3 separate regions of the Zea mays genome follow, and all the other regions are linked to region 3. The links are chromatin contacts, called in public Hi-C maps. All regions are on one chromosome and are shown on one strand. Each heading gives the region's core, a stretch centred on a gene start, on an enhancer-like site or on the middle of the called end of the contact. The rest is flanking DNA. Distances are from core to core; before and after follow the strand shown.

Region 1 (3,440 bases), core at 827-3,326, 170 kb before region 3:
GGGCACACACGTTTAGGGCATCATCGAAGTCGCCATGTCTCACACCATCGGGGATTCGGGGAGGGCTACATGTAGCTGTACGGGTCATTCGTGCTGGAGATGATTGTGATCGACTAATTCGATGGTATTAATACTTTATAGTAATCCCACCATTTCAATTTATAAGTCGTTTGACTTTTTTACCTTAAGTTTGACCGGCTCGTCTTATTAAAAAATCATAATTATTGTTAATTTTTACTGTGATATTGTTTAGCATATAATATACTTTAAGTATGAATTTAATTTTTCTATTTTCGCAAAAAAATTGAATAATACGAGCCGGTTCAACTTAGTATAAAAAAGTTAAACGAATTATAATTTGTGGCGGAGCAAGTAGTAGATCTTGTGTGCCATGGCAACCTACTTGCATTGTAATAGTAGCTCCCATACCACCTTGTTCTATAAAAAAACATTGGTGTGTCCGGCGCTTCTCATACTCGTAATCTAGAAGAGCTTTACTTCAAGAATATCATGTCTATTTCAGCTTCTCTTCAAACAGGTTCACCTCTACGAGCTCCAACTTCAAAAAAGCTGAAACTAGAGTCTAGTTTCATAAAAAATTTGAAGCTCTTTAGATGGTTCTTCAAAAAAATGTTTTCATACATCTTCATGAAGTTACACAAAAAATTACCCACAATGTCATTGGTTACATAACCTGCCAATTCATGTATCTTTCTCCACTCACTAATCATTAAGGGTAATTAAGGAAACTCGCACAGATTAATTATATTACAGAAGCTAGAGTCTATATATAAGCCAAACACTCTTGAACGATATCTTACCGACCTATCAAAGTTGTTTCATGGTGAAGTTGAAAAACCGAAGCTGCAATTCTTGAAAAGAAGCCCTCCCAAACAGGACCTAAAGTAGTACTCTCTTTTTATTCCAGATGGGAACTGTAAGTTGTTCTATACTTCGTCAATCCTAATTTATTATTCGTTTGGCTTTTTTAGCATAATTTTGACCAACTCGTCTTATTCAAAAAAAAATATGGAAAAAATAAAAACTTCGTTGTGGCTTTGTACACATGACTTAAAAATTTTCATTTTTTGTGAACTTTTTTTAATAGGTCAAGGGGTTAAAGTTGGAGTTAAAAAAGTTAAAGGAATTATATTTTCAAACGGATCGATTATTTTTTAGTACAAAACTTCTGCTAAACAGCTTACAGTTAAAACTAATATGGTTCTAGGCACGCTTCTAACTGAGGTCATTATTACACCCAGAGTTTCCCTCGGATTCAAGCCAGGTGCAGCCAGAGATAAACGTACCTGATTGCAAAGAGCAAGAGGGCAGCACCAAAATGCACAGTCTTGCATGAACATGCCGTTATGTACATCCATTTCTCTCACAACTGGTTGCTCAGCACGTGCAGAAAGAAAAGTGACCAACAAGGCAAACAACAGCAGAAGAAACCGAAAGAACACAGAGATACTGAACAGCGTGGTTGGTTCCTTGTTGCTTGCACACAAACGTATTCTCTGCCGCCGCTACTCATCTCGACCGGACAGTTCGCTGGTTGGTTCCTTGAGAGAAGCCGGTCGGATGCCGCTCTGTGGCAGCTATAACCACTGCACCACTAGATCACAACGGCGGGCACATTTGGCGCTAGCGGGACACGGGCCGGCTCGGCGGCGGCGGCGGCAGGAGCCTCGTGCCTGCGGCGGCGTCGCTCCCCTCTCCTTGCCGGACGCGGCTCCGTCTTCAACGCCGCGCCGAAATCGTCCCTGGCCATCTGGTGGTGCCTGCACTCCTCGCTGCAGAACGGCGTGTCCCCTCTGTACATGAAGATGTCGCGGTCCCCGGCGAGGCGCTTCCCGCAGAGGGAGCAGGCGTCCATGGCGCGGCGGTAGGCGTCGCCGTCGCCTCCGTCGAGAGGCTCGATGCCGAAGAAGGAAGAGAAGGAGGAGGAAGAAGCCATCATGGAGATGAGATGAGACCGAGGAGACCTTAGTTAGGGCACTGCCAGTGCCAGTAGCACTACGCTGAAGCACAGATGAACCGAACAGCACTGAAGCACTGAAGCTTCGTTGCCAGCGATGGCCAGAGGAGGCAGTCTTGTCCTGTGCTTTTATAATAAAAGGGGCCCGGCCGGCAGAGGGCGGGACAATACGGGCAGGGTCAGGTAACCGGGTGGTGGATGCTCGAGAAACCACGGCTAGTTTTTCCAGGAACCTCTTCTCGTTCCTCCCCCCTTGTACTGCCGCTGCAGTGCATCGCAGATTCGAAGCAGACCGCCAGCGCATTTTGGCCGTACGAGCAGCGCTAGGGGCAACAAGAAAGGTGCATGCAGTACCGGGTTTTTTTTTTTGTCTGTTGGCTGGCAATACCCCAGGCCCTTCTGCTCTGCTCGCCTTGGTGCCGCCGGCGTTGTTAACTGCGATGCCGCAGAATCCACCGGAAGATCTGCAGCAGCACTAAACGACAACGGCGGTCTAATTTTTGTTATTTATTTTGCACGCTCGATTCGGTGGGGGGGGGGGGGGGGGGGGGGGGCTTGCTTTGTTTAGTGCGGCGGTGTCGCCACGTGCTGTATTTGCGAGACCAAACGCTCCAGGTGCAGTACGACTACTGCCGATCCCTCCGATGCAAAATTAGATTTGTACTAGTTCAGTGCAGTGCAACTCAGCGACGGGACATGGCAGAAGATTATTGATTCTATTATTAAAACCGCTAAAGTTTCTAGTCCAAGCTTGAGCAAAATGACAGGGGAGGAGAACTGAGAAGGCATGCACATGGTGACATGGTGTTGGTTGGACGGACGTACTGTTGGCCCGCCCGAGGACACCGGAACGGAACAGGCAGAGTTTTGGGATCTGGGCGCGGACGCGTGGCCGTCCGACCGCGAGGTTGTCCGGCGGGGTTAAAAATGAGCGAAAGGACGAGGGAAGCCGTGGGCTACGGCTTACCTAGACGGTGTGCGAGTGCGAGGTCGAATCGGCGAGCTTGCTTTTGTATGGCACATTGCTTTTGTGCGATGCTCGGTGTGCTCGCCTTTTCCACGCGCCTCGCCGTGTCTCCTCCTCCTGTCGTCGTCATGTCCTTGGCTTTACGTACTGGCCGGGCAGCTTTCGCGGTGGATCCAGCCACACGCTGGCGCTGCGACAAACAAGGCAACGTAACTGACAAGGTCTCGTCCCGCTCCCGCCGTGTGATTGGGTGTCGCGTTGACCCGACTTGGAACCGAGTCTCCGTCCTCGATGCCAGAACTTGACGCGTGGCGACCGAGCTAGACCTGAATTACGCTCGGACGGTGGTATTACAAGACTTGTGCGTGACAGACGGACTACCTCTTCCTCTATATATATCATAGTTTCAAACCTCCAAAATTAATACTTCTTCCGTTCTTTTTTTTTTGTCGCTGTTTAGTTTAAAAATAAACTAGCGGACGTCATATATTCGAG
Region 2 (3,365 bases), core at 596-3,095, 230 kb before region 3:
CGCATGCTGACTCCGAATTTCTTTGATGGTCGACATATCAGGCGACCTGCGGAGATATGCACAAACTGACTTGATGGATCAAAACCTCCTGATTTCTGATCTGGATTCAACAATTCGGAGTGTCGTATACCGCGTCCCGTTTTTTTTCCTCCCTCTCTGCGTGTGCTACAGTAGTACACGACCCGAGAGCATGCGTGTTGGGCACAGCAGTACACATCCCGACCCAGCCAGCAGGCAACAACGGCAAACGAAATTGATTGTGACGGACTGACGGGTGGCCCAGCTCGGTCGGCCACTGATTGCACCTGCTTGCTATCGTTTCTGCCACTGCCGCTGCCACCTTGCAGCTGGAGCCAGTGCACCGGCACAGGCGCACAGCGACACCGACCAGGCTCAACCAGCATGGCTCCATCGGCAGACGGCAGGTCGCACGTCTCCTCTTCTCCGGTTAAGGGTTAATCAACTGTCCGCTGAGGCGAAACCACCAGCTGATGATGCGATGCAAGAAGCAAGAACGTAAAACACTGGGCCCTGCTCCGTTTTCTCCAGGCACGTGACCGTCTCTGTGCCCACACGTACGTATCTGTTTGTGCCTTTGAAAACGTTGGTTCACGCGAAGAGATAGATGATGCCCCCTTTGTTAATAGTAACCAGTTCACCTGTGACCAGATTGCATTGGTCCACGTACTTTGTTTGCACGAGCGGACGAGCCTAATGGAATTTAAATTAACAGGATGGTGGCCGAGCCGTCGAATCAACCTATAAATAAATGAGCACTCGTGTATTCATGTGATCATCACAGTGTGCGGTGTCTGATCCAGCTAGCCACCTGACCCCCGCTCTGTCCGGTTGCACCAAATGATCATACGATACCGGCTCCAAGCTTTCTTACACGCGATAATAACCATACGTACAGATAGAGACGGATCAGCATTTATTAAAGCAATACAGAACGCCTCCACGTCGATCAGTCGATTGTTTACTGTTTCCTTGTAGACTAACTAACAATGATGTCCGGTGGCTGGCGCGTCTCGTCAGGTAGCCTGGTACAGAAAAAGACAGACTCCCGAGTCCCGACGGTTACAGGGCCAGGATGGACGACCCGGCCCGGACCTTGCCGCTCTCCTGTGGGCCTTCCGCTTCCCTTGCGAACATGGCCCCACGTGTCACCGCCCTGGCCTTCCTCCTCTTCTCCGCCGCCTCGTCCGCCGCCATCTGCGCGCTCCTGCACTCGTCGCTGCAGAACGCCGTGTCGCCCCTGTTCGACGGCACGCACGCGCGCATCATGCGTGGCTGGTGAGGGCGCCGTTCCGGAAATAACAGGGGAAGGAAGAAAATGGATAGCGGTGTAGTGCCGTTACCTACCTGTACATGAAGATGTCGCGGTTCCCGGCGAGCGGCTTCCGGCAGAGGAAGCACGCGTCCAAGAAATGCACGCCGGCCGGCCCCGCTGCTCCCATGGATCGGATCTTCCCCCCGAGGCCCCGACCACCGCCACCGGCTTGCGAGCGAGCAATCCGGATCCGGCTCCACACGCGCGCGGCCCGCGCTGCAGTGCACTGCCGGCGAGCTGATGGAGACGATCGGGGGGCTTCTCTTCCTTCTCTCGCCTGTGTGTGAGTAGGCTGCGGCCGCAAATCGCCGTGCTCCGATCCCTTTCGCCCCCCTCCTGCGATTATGCTGCCACCGGCGCTTGCTTCCTCTCTCGCGCGTCCGCGTCAAATGCCGCGCGCGATGATGCTTGGTGGGTAGGCAAGGAGCTCCAGCCGTTTAATAAATGACGGGCGCAACGCAACAGCAGCCAGGACCAGGACGAAGGAACCTCCTGGAGGTCACCATGGGCCCACCTGTCAGCATGCGTTGAGCGAGCCTGGAGGCCGGCGCGCTGGGGGTGCGGATCCGCGGGTCCCACGCTCGCGATTCGTCCACTTGCTGCGCTCCAGCTAATCTCGGCAGAACGGTCACGGTCTAGCAGTTAGCCCCACTTGCCAGGGAGATCTGTACCTGTACGGGGGCGGTGAATCTTCTCGTCAATTACAGCAATGTACGAGCCATACGGGCTCGGTGTGGTGTGGTCGTGTCCGTGGGATCACAGCAGCCTTTCGATGCAATCATAAAAAAAATGAAGCCTCGGATTCTCTTTGGCCTGCGAATCTCCAGAACCTGCCGAAGAATTGAAGAGCTCGATCGCTCAACAGGTACATGAATGCGTTCTCCTGCTTTCAGCTTGGAGTTGGAGCCCTGCCCCCACCCCATTTTTTTAAAAAATTTTTTTGGCGTGCCTGCCGTATCAATGGAGATTCATCAACTTGCTCGAGAATTTTTCGGGACGACATCTGGCGGCACGACCGCACAACGCTTGAGCGAGAAGAGATGCACAGCACAGCATAGCACAGCACAGATTCGCCGGCGTTCGGTGCGACAAGGACCGCAAAGTCTTCAGGCTTGGAGAGTTGGAGTCAGTGGAGAGGGGCATTTTCCCGGGTAGTTGAGCTACTCGCATCGAAGCCACTGAATGCTTTTGCACGGTGGCCTGAATTCTCGAAACGCTGCTGAGAAGACCTTGACCCCACGAGTCCCTTGATCATCCACTGCTTGGGGTGTCACTTCTCTTGCACACTTCTCCGAGGATTCTCTTTTCTGGTGCGAACGCTTTTGCATGCTTGGATGATGGGTTTTTGATTCGTTGACCTGTACGTGAACGACAGTACGAGCGGCAGTGTTCGTTTCGGCTGCTCATCGGACGAGATCACGAGATACATACATTGCAATGCCATTTACCACCTAAACTACGTAGCAAAATTAGCATCAGTCGCTCTACTTTAGCTGAAAGAAACCTGTCGAATCAAAAAGGCGGTCAATTTGTGCTTGGTTAAGCCGGGGAAGGACTGCAGCTAGTTTTCAAAAAAAAAAATGATTACGCTATGCACTATCATTATTAACTAAGTAACATACAAATTATGGAAGTAAATGTAGGTCCTCACGTACCAACTCCAACGACATATATCCACCCGTCCTACTCGCCAAAATGATCAACATGACAACGAGGGGCCAAATTGTTCCATGAAAGCATCTAGACTCTCAGAAGTTTTGATGATTAATGACAAGTAACTAATATATGTTTTGCATAGACAAATTTGAGTAAGGTTACAATGGCGAAGAATGGCTTATGTAATGTATAGTTCAAGTGCCCTACTTATGGATTTTGTTACTAGTTTTAAGTGTCGATTCAGTGTACAAACTATTAGCTTGACACAGATAAGTGTAATGAGTTTAATATGCTGCACACTAATTGTATTTAGCTCTAGGCGGCTAAGGAGAGGCTCAAAACTAGTAAGGATCAAAACCCAAATTCAAAAGTTTTG
Region 3 (3,042 bases), core at 539-3,038:
GAAAAAATTATAATAATACACAAATAGTCTCAAAAAATCACGAAATTTGACGGAGGAGCAATATATGCCCATATAGCATCCTCAAAAAAGTTTGGGCCATAAAATCTAAAGATTGCCAACATTTCTTTCAATTCACTTTCACTTGTTACGTGAGTTACATGTGATATCACCTTAACTATCCAAATTTTAACATAATCAATACTTCACTTTATCATTTTCACACAGGGACTTCATATTATCTTTAATAGAATGTTTATTGGTCCTGGTAACTTATTTGCAATTTTTGGTAGACACTAGATTATTTTATGATTTTAATTACATTTTGATGATTTTTTGTAGAAAGAAATTAATAATACACAAATAGCCTTAGAAATTCATAAAATTTGACGGAGGGTTAACATTTGTCTACATAAAATTCTAAAAAATGTTTGGGCCATAAAGTCTATAAGATGTCAATGATTCTTTTCATTTTCTTACACTTGTTACGTGAGTTACACGTGAAATCAGCTTAAGTATCAAGTTTCAACATAACCTTTACTTCACTTTCTCATTTTCATGTAGGGACTTGAGGTTATCTTCTTATGGAATGTTTATTAGTCTTGATAACTTATTTGCAATTTTTTGTCGATACTATAATATTTTATGAATTTAAATACATTTTGATGATTTTCTACAAAAAGAAATTAATAATATACAAATAGTCTCAGAAATTCACGAAATTTGGCGTATGAGTAACATATGTCCATATAGCATCCTCAAAAATGTTTGAACCATAAAAACCACAAGATGTCATCAATTATTTCATTTCATTTCCACTTATCTGTGAAACTCGTAATGATTACGACCACCATAATAATAAGTGAAACCACATATCATAATAACACGTGAAACCACATATCATAGTTCTCAATATTTTATGAATTTAATTGTATTTTAATGATTTTCTACATAAAGAAATTAATAATACTCAAAATAGCCTTAGAAATTCATGGATTTTTATGGAGGTGTAGCATATGTGCACATATAATCCTCAAAAATGTTTGGACTAAAGGAGGGGCTAAATGATTACAACTATGATATGTGTGGAATGGTGTCTTACATGATATCCGACAAAAATATTCGTTACCGACGCTATCCGTGTCCGATTAGCTCCGTATTCGATCCACGACTATCCATATTTGTATTCGAGAACATCCGTATTTGTATTCGTATTCGAAGCTATCCGTATTCGAATTCGAATCCGACTAAAAATATGAAAACAAATATGATTTCATCGATATCCGTCCGTATTCGATCCGATTACACCCCTAGCTGAATGACATGATCAGAAAGAAGGTTGTGGCCTATCTTAATTAACCTTTATAGCCTGCATTTATGTTATAATATACTCTTACATTCCAAAATAGTTGTCATTTTAGCTCTTGATTTTTATGTCTATATTTAAATAAATGATGATGAATTTAGACACATATAAAAACACATGCATAAATAAAAAATACATAAACCTACTAATTTACTAAAATAATGACTACTATTTTAAAATAAATAAAGTATGTATTAATATGTGTTATGGGGGCGACCGGGCTGCAGCCCCGACAGCCCCCTCCTAGATCCGCCCCTACGTATCACTGTATCATTAGGCCGGCTTGGAAGATGGCTCGGCAGGTTGAGCCCTGTTTTAGCGAGCCACAAAAGTGCACTCCGTTCGGGCAAGTCGAGACTGTTATTGAACGATTTTTTTCTGCAATTGTAGCTAACGATTTGTTAGCCGATGAAAAATAATATTACACCCAGTTTTTAAAAAGAAATACTCGGATGCCAGCCAGTACGCACCGAGGCGGGGCAACTGCTCCACACTCCACAGACCACAGTCGCCGCCGGCTCATCTCCTCCGTGCCCGGCACACGAACTCCGGCGCCGCCGACCCACAATGGAATCCCCCGACGGCAGTCATGGCACGAATACTCGGCCCACTCTGCAGCGGCCCAACAAAGTGAGGAAACACCAAGACCCATACAACGCGACGTCGCGATCCCATTGCCCATCCCCAGATCTCAACCCGAACCTCCCAGCCGCGCCGCCCTGATGGCCTACACCACCTCGCCGTCGACATCGACGTCGACGGCAGCGGCGGTGGCCTGGGCCTTCGCTGCCGCCACCTGCGTGAAACTCCTCCTCGTCCCCACCTACCGTTCCACCGACTTCGACGTTCACCGGTACTGGCTCGCCCTCACGCACGCGCTCCCCGTGCGGCAGTGGTACACCGACACCTCCTCTCAGTGGACGCTCGATTACCCGCCCTTCTTCGCTTACTTCTCCCGCCTCCTCTCCCTCCCTGCGCCGCTCGTCGACGCCACCCTCGTTTCAATCCCCGTGCGTGACGCGACGCCCTTCGCGCATCTCATCTACCTCCGCCTCACTGTTGCTTTCTCCGACCTCCTCCTCCTCGGATCCGTCCTCTTACTGGCGAGGGACGCGCAGCGGAAACAGCGGCCGTTCCTCGCTCTCGCTCTTGTCGTATGGTCGCCGGCGCTGTTAGCTGTCGACCACGTCCACTTTCAGTACAATGGATTCCTCATTGGGTTGCTGCTGCTTTCGCTGCACTTCCTCGAGCAGGGGTGGGATCTTATTGGGGGAGTCGTGTTCGCATGCTTGCTGTGCTCGAAGCACCTGTTCCTCGTGGCAGCGCCGGTGTACTTTATGTATTTGTTCCGGCATTATTGCTGTGGCCGGGGTGTCGTGAAGGGGCTGGGAAGGCTCGTGCTCATGGGTTCTGGAGTGGCTGCTGTTTTTGCCGCAGCATTTGTGCCCTTCGTGTACTATGGTCAGGTGAGTGAATCTGGTTGCTTAATTTAATTTTGGATTCAACGACTTGTTTGTATCATGGTTGCTTATCTGTAAACGTCTAGTTTCTGATGAAAGTAAGAAACTGAGAAACGTAGCTTGTGATTTGTGAACAGTTGAGACTTGATGTTAATTTGGCATTAAATCCGGTAAAGGAGAGTAATGCATCGTGTTGCTGAATTTATTATTATAGGAGCT

The links. A called contact is a pair of places that touch in the nucleus more often than the background predicts.
Region 1: a Hi-C map of endosperm shows a contact between it and region 3, with 2.0 times the contacts expected there. The contact joins the promoter of LOC100279084 here to the promoter of LOC103627568 in region 3. A contact is called at or near these places in 3 of 25 Hi-C or Micro-C datasets (ear, endosperm and leaf).
Region 2: a contact with region 3 is called in a Hi-C map of leaf, with 4 times the contacts expected there. The contact joins the promoter of LOC100278632 here to the promoter of LOC103627568 in region 3. A contact is called at or near these places in 3 of 25 Hi-C or Micro-C datasets (ear, leaf and root tip).

Annotation. Positions count from the first base shown.
Region 1 is chr5:205,702,066-205,705,505 of Zm-B73-REFERENCE-NAM-5.0, forward strand. It overlaps LOC100279084, which reads right to left and starts at 2,077. Exons shown (of 1, transcript NM_001152134.1): 1 at 1,350-2,077. The coding sequence starts at 1,960. The coding sequence ends at 1,616.
Region 2 is chr5:205,637,240-205,640,604 of Zm-B73-REFERENCE-NAM-5.0, forward strand. It overlaps LOC100278632 (FCS-Like Zinc finger 1), which reads right to left and starts at 1,846. Exons shown (of 2, transcript XM_034059305.2): 1 at 1,366-1,846; 2 at 761-1,258. The coding sequence starts at 1,460. The coding sequence ends at 1,081.
Region 3 is chr5:205,867,711-205,870,752 of Zm-B73-REFERENCE-NAM-5.0, forward strand. LOC103627568 (probable dolichyl pyrophosphate Glc1Man9GlcNAc2 alpha-1,3-glucosyltransferase) reads left to right here and starts at 1,789. Exons shown (of 4, transcript XM_008647851.2): 1 at 1,789-2,829. The coding sequence starts at 1,816.